2 separate regions of the Mus musculus genome follow, and region 1 is linked to region 2. Evidence: chromatin contacts called from public Micro-C data. All regions are on one chromosome and are shown on one strand. Each heading gives the region's core, a stretch centred on a gene start, on an enhancer-like site or on the middle of the called end of the contact. The rest is flanking DNA. Distances are from core to core; before and after follow the strand shown. Region 1 holds the start of Ebf3 (early B cell factor 3). Region 2 holds the start of Sox6os (SRY (sex determining region Y)-box 6, opposite strand).

Region 1 (3,048 bases), core at 155-2,654, about 21 Mb after region 2:
GGGAGAGCCAGCGCTCAGGGCGAAAGGGCAGTCAGCAAGCAGTGGTACTCACCATTGCTGTACAGTAGCTGCAGCTTGTAGTGAATGCCGTTGTTGGTTTTCTCGTTGTTCGGCTCCTGAAAGCAACGATAAATAATTGCATTTAGCGTGGCCGCGTCTGGCGCGGTCACCGCGCTCGGTCCCCCTCCAGGACCGAGGCCCCTCGGCCTCACACGCTGCAGGCAGGATTCCTGGCTCGCAGCTACGCGGTGATGTCACTTTTCCTGCCGCAAGCCCAGCGTTCCCCCTCGCCCCCAGTGAGTCCGAGGGCACAGAGAAGTTGTTCGGCCCTTGGCGGGGCCTGTGCGACCGCACGTGGCGGCGGGGTCGCCCGGCGGAGCGCTCCCGCCACCGAGGGGGGCACTCGGACCCCATGCGCGGGCACCAACTGCCCCCTACTCCTGGAGAGGGAGGGTGCGATCGCCGGTGTACACTTACTTTCTCTTTCTCCACAAAGTCCACAAAAGCGGTCCTTTCGATCTCCACCGGCTGCCCCTGCCTGTCGTAGAGCGCCAGCACGAAGTGGAAGAAATTGGATTTCCGGAGGTTGGAAGGAGGCTGCTTCTCGAAGTGCGCCCGCGCCAGCCCCACGCCGCTGCAGGAGGAAAGGGACAGCGGCCCGGTGAGCAGCGCGGCGCTGGCCGGAGGAGGGGGCCGGGCCGGGCCGGGGCCAAGGCGCGCGGGGGCGGCCGGTACGTACCTCTGGGCGGCCGTGTTGGCGTCCACCACGCCTGCCGTGTGCATCCACGAGCGCACCGGGTTCATGCCGCTGCCCAGCGGCTCCTCCTTCATGGTCGTCCCCCCGCGCGGAATATTCTCCTGAATCCCAAACATGAACACTGCTGGCGGCGGCCGCGACTCCCGGCCGAAAGCGCGTCCGCGGTCGGCGGCGCTCGGGGCTCGGCGGCAGGAGGCTGCCCTGGCCGCCCTGGCCCTGCTCGGCGCCTGCGGTGCGGCCCGCCGCCGGCTTCAGCCCGTCCCGGGCAGGCGCCGCATACACCGGCGGCCGGGCGCTGCGGACGGCCGGGGACGCGGGCGGGCTGCACCGGTGGCGACGCGACGCTTCGGAGGAGCAGGGCGCGGTGGACGCGGTGGCCGCGGCGGCGCTTGTTGTTGTTGTTGTTTGCAGGCGCGCTCAACGTGGTGTCATCCTAGCCAGGCGGCGTCCGCGGCTGCAGGACACTGCGGGATCGCCCGCTTCTGGCGCGGCCCGCCTGCTCCAAAGACAAATAAACGGGGCAGTGAGTGCCGCGGCGCAGTCCCGGGCGCAGGCGGGGCGCGGCGGGGCCTGGAGCGGCGCGCGCAGCGGACGGAGGCGCACAAAACTCAGCCCTCTCTCCCCGAGGAATGGACCCTTTCCCGGGAGCCAAAACTCGAAGCCCCCGGGAGCGGCGCTGTCAGAGGGTGACGTCGGGGGGCGGCGCCTGCGCCATATATGGGAGCGGCCGCCCCTCGCCGCGCCCCTCGCCGCCGCCGCCGCCGCGCTCGCCGACTGACTGCCTGACGGCGCCGCGAGCCGGCCCGAGCCCCGCGAGCCCAGCGAGCCCCGCCGCCTCCGAGCGCCACCGAGCGCCACCACCGCCCCCGGCCACGCGCCACGGCTCCACAAGCCCAGCCGCGGCCGAGGAAGTTACCACCCGCTCAAATAAATCTCGCAAAGAAGCGAGCGCAGCCAGTGCATAAGTGCTGCTTGGCCCGTTATACCTGCCCACAAGACCTGCCACACAGTCAAAACACCGTGGGTCGGAGGAGGAGCGCCCCAAGTCGCCCACACGCATGCAATAAATACCAGGGCAGCACTGGCTCTGGGGTGTCCCAAAGAGAACAGCAGGAAGAGGCTGGAAAGGCGCGCGGGAGGAGATTCCAGGAGAGGGAGGGACAACAAGGGGCTGGGAGAAGAGGGTACCTAATGCCCCTTCTAGGGATCCACACTCCCTGCCGCCACCAGGGCAAGAGGCGCAGCTCAGTCTGATTTCTAGGCAGACCTAAGGCTGCTGAAGGGCCAGTGTGCCCACATCTGAGCCCCGCTGGGTGTCCCATGCTTTCTACCCCGGCAAAGCCTGCTGAATACAGGGCCGGGGTCCACGTCGGAGACAGGTTCCTCCAGATGCCCCCTCTCCCTCCGGTGGCCACAGGAGTTTCGGGTCCCTGGCCTGTTCTTGGGTGCGGCAGTGACAAAGAAGGCTGGGCCCTCTCTGGGCCGACGGAAAGAGCGCTCAGCCTCTCCGGCGACCCGGAGCTGGTGTCCAGCCTGTTACATGGTCCGTGCGGTGGCCAGATCTCCCCACCTCCAACCGCCTGAAAAGCAGAGCAGACACTGCGGGCGCCAGGGACCCTGCCCTCTGCGCCTCCCAGCCTGGGTGAGCGCGCGCCCTGCGGCTTCCCGACCTGGTTTCGAGGAACCGGGAGGGCAGCTGGGAGCCGGCAGCGCGTGGGCTCGGAGGCCCAGCTCGGGAGGCCCGGATTCGGTTCCCAGGCGCTCGGCCCACCCAAAGGAGATCTGTGCGACGCGCGACAGAGGCCCAAGGGACGACCTGGAGATGTCCCAGGCTCTTTCCTGCCACGAGAAATAAGGCCCTTCTGGTTTTAAAAGAAGAAGAAAAAGAAAAGGTTTCTGGGCGCAAGTGTCGCAGGGCAGCCTCTTCCCGCCGGGCCTGGGGTAGCTCTTCCTTTTTTTGTGAATTGGTGGTGTGTGTGCGTTAATATTTTAATTAATCGGGAAAATCGAAGTCCGATTTACGTTATCTGGGGACCCCCCACACGCTACTTGGAAGGGGTGAGAGAAAAGATGTGCTGGAAAGCAATCTATTTTGCTGGTGTTGGGGGTTAATGACTATTGCCAAAGATAAGTGAATTATCAAAGCTGTTGCGCCAGTCCCATCTCAAAATCCATTACGGGGCCGGCCGTCTAATTAAATACGTAAGTATAATAAAATCATATTTTATGACTATTTGAGGGTAATGAGATTAGTCTTTAGAAGCGATCGCCACATATTAAAAATGCCACTG
Region 2 (3,002 bases), core at 228-2,727:
TAGGATGTGGCCAGGTTTGTTCTGTTTCCCCTTTCCCCATCCAGTCTGCAACCTGCCGCTGATGTTGGGTACCTTCTCCTAACCAGCACTTGCCCCTTAGCTGAAAACTACGAAAAACTGGAGAAGGAGAAAAGGCAAAAATCAAAAGCGAGATTTCATGGTCAGTCTTCCTAGCCAGGGCCTCTCCAGGCTCTCCTGGCCGGTTAGGCTTCCCTTGGGAATCCTGTAATCCAGAGCTGAACTGAGCTACTCAAGTCAGCCAAGCCCGTGCCTATGGGCCTTGGGGATGAGGTGCTGAGTACGCAGGCTAATTATACATGTGGCATTTGGGCAGCCAACTGTCCAGTTGACACCTTACCTTATGAGGAAGCGTCCTCCCCACCAACTGTTCAAAACAAAATGCCATCTCGGGATCAGCTTCGCCTGCTCTGGGCCGGTTCAGGGTTCCCTCTCCTACCGCCTCTCGCCTCTCCAACCTAACACAAGAATGTGGCCTAGGGAGGCCAGTCGCAGGCAGGCAGGCCCGCCAGGGTTGGGGGGACAGGCGGGGCGGGCCTTGCCAGGTGTCTGTCCTGTCCCCCCTCACTGTGGACCAGCTCGGGAACGTAACCACTTGACCTTTTTATTCACCGAACCCACCTTCTAGAAATAGACTGGGCGGGGCTGTGTCTGTTCTCGGACCAGGGGGAAAACCCGGACATGTGACTACAAAGGACAGAAGAGAGGAGACCCTGGTGGGCGGGGGGAAGGGGCATTCTCTCCACTGGGTTGCTGGCTGGGCGGTTCCGTGAGGGCCAAAAGCCAAGCCACTGGAGTTCACCCTGGAGCCCAGCGTCCAGGACCGAGAAGTCACCAGAACTCCCTCTCAGACATTGAAACTGGAGGTCCGGAGCCCAATCTATTGTGCCGCTGGGACAGTTTCGGACTATCTTGAGACTGAAACTTCAAGTGCGGCCCTTACAGGAGGCAACTCGCAGAAGCAGCCTAGAACAGCCCATCTTGCTAACTAGCAGCCCTGCCAGCCCAGTAAATGACTTATTTTAGACCACAAACTGGAGTCGCTGCCGATAACTGGTCATTCACACAAACAAACATTTTCAAACTTGGTCAGAGTCAGACAAGCTTAAATAAAACTCATAATACGCCGGAAACGACCACCTTTTATCTATCCGAACACACCAATTCTTTTTATCTTAAAGCTGCGCGGACCCGGAGCCAGTCTGTCCTCCGCAGAGCCCGGCCGTTCCTTTGCATTTGCAGCAGTTCAGCCCCAGCAGCCTTTGCACAAACCCGGGTCCTTCTTCGTACTGCCCTTTAAGGGAGAAAGCCGAAAGCAGCTCCCCCGGGGCAGGCGAGCCTCGCCAACACCGCCTCCCGCCCAGGGCCCAGCCGGTGCTCCGAACATCGGCCCGCAGCGGGCAGCCAGTAGCGGGCCGGGCAGAGAGCCTAGAGGGACGAAGGTTGCGGGTCAGGCTCTGAGCCGAGGGTGCCGGCTGAAGCGCAGAGGACCTGGAAGCCGAACCCGCGCGAGCCTTACGGGGCTGTCCCTCGCCCACGCCGTCAGCGGGCCAGCCTGCGCAGCAAGCGTGCTGAGCAAAAAGGACCACCGTTGGGTTGCAAACTGCCTTGGAGTTCGGTTTGTGTACTGCTGAGAGGACCATTAAAAGTAAAGTGCAATAGTGGAGGGAGCAAGGGGAACTGGAACTCGAGCGTCCCGGGAAAGTCGTGGGAAGCCCCGGTGGTGGAGGGCGAGGAGGGAGCGCGCGGCTTCTAGCCACCCGGGTTTTCTTTAATCCTCCGGGTAAATTTCACCCCTAGCGCGGAGAGCTACGAAGATCCTGGAGTCCCGCCCGCCCTAGGCCAGCGTCAACCCCACAACTAGCCAACGATCCCAGTCCGAAATGGGGGAGGTTCAGAAGCCCTGCGGGTCCTCCCGGCCCCTGAGCCACAGCCTGGCTAACACTGACGCCTCTTAGAACTGCGGCGGCGCAGTCACACGGCAAATCGACACTTTTCAAGAAAACAAAATATTCATTCTCTAACAAAACTAACTTCGCATTGAGTTTCTATTGGGGGAGAGGGGTTAACTCGGCCCTAAAGGAAGCCCGTTTTGTCCAGGTTAGATTTTGTCTACTTATGGATCAGCCGTTGGGTGAGGGTTTAATTTATGGCTTATGCATTCTTTTAAGGTCGATTTACATGACCTCCGGCTACAACTAAGATTGCCGAAGAGGGCACTCCAGTCGTCAGTCGGCCAAACCCACAATTACAACAGCCCTCCCCCACCTTCTGTGGCTCAGACTCCCCTGGCAATCTAAACTGTTCTCTCTCTCTCTCTCTCTCTCTCTCTCTCTCTCTCCCTCTCCCCCCTCTCCCCCCTCTCCCCTCTCCCCTCTTCCCCCTCTCCCCTCTCTCCCCTCTCTCCCTCTCCCCATCCTTTCCTCCTCCACCTTTCTCTTGTTTCTTCTTTTTTATGACTTTACTTTTTGATATTATGAATAACATAAAATATCACTTTGAAAGTTTCGCTAAAACTTTCTCAAAACCCAAGCAAGCATGCCGCGATGAAAGATCCAGTGTTCACAAAGCCCTCAAGATGTTGCCCTCTTGTGGGTACAAAGGGCATTGCCATCCAAGAGCCCCATCTGAACCCTAAGCTGGAGAATAGAAAGAGCGAGGGAAAGGGAGAGAGGGGAGGAAGAGGAGAGAGAGGGGAGGGGGAGGGAGAAGGAGAGAGAGAGAGAGAGAGAGAGAGAGAGAGAGAGAGAGAGAGAGAGAGAGAGAGAGAGAGAGAGAGAGAGAAACACTAACACAACACAGTAGGCACACCAACTTCTTCCATCCCACACTTGTGCGAACTTCCATGAAATACCTACCTCGAACTTTACGGAGACTTAACAATTCACTCTCTAAGCCACCTGACTTCTTTTTCATCTCATTCCCACTTCTATAGATTATCTACTTGGGGAGGCGAAGGTGGAGGAATTAGGTGGGCCAAGAGG

What was found. A called contact is a pair of places that touch in the nucleus more often than the background predicts.
Region 1: a Micro-C map of embryonic stem cells shows a contact between it and region 2, with 19 times the contacts expected there. The contact joins the promoter of Ebf3 here to the promoter of Sox6os in region 2. A contact is called at or near these places in 1 of 39 promoter capture datasets (embryonic stem cells) and 4 of 484 Hi-C or Micro-C datasets (all in embryonic stem cells).

The regions. Positions count from the first base shown.
Region 1 is chr7:137,313,041-137,316,088 of GRCm38.p6, forward strand. Ebf3 (early B cell factor 3) reads right to left here and starts at 1,405. Exons shown (of 16, transcript NM_001113414.1): 1 at 740-1,405; 2 at 478-634; 3 at 53-116. The coding sequence starts at 873.
Region 2 is chr7:116,030,502-116,033,503 of GRCm38.p6, forward strand. Sox6os (SRY (sex determining region Y)-box 6, opposite strand) reads left to right here and starts at 1,478. Exons shown (of 2, transcript NR_152104.1): 1 at 1,478-1,666; 2 at 1,819-2,049. The region is part of intron 1 of Sox6 (SRY (sex determining region Y)-box 6); the gene reads right to left.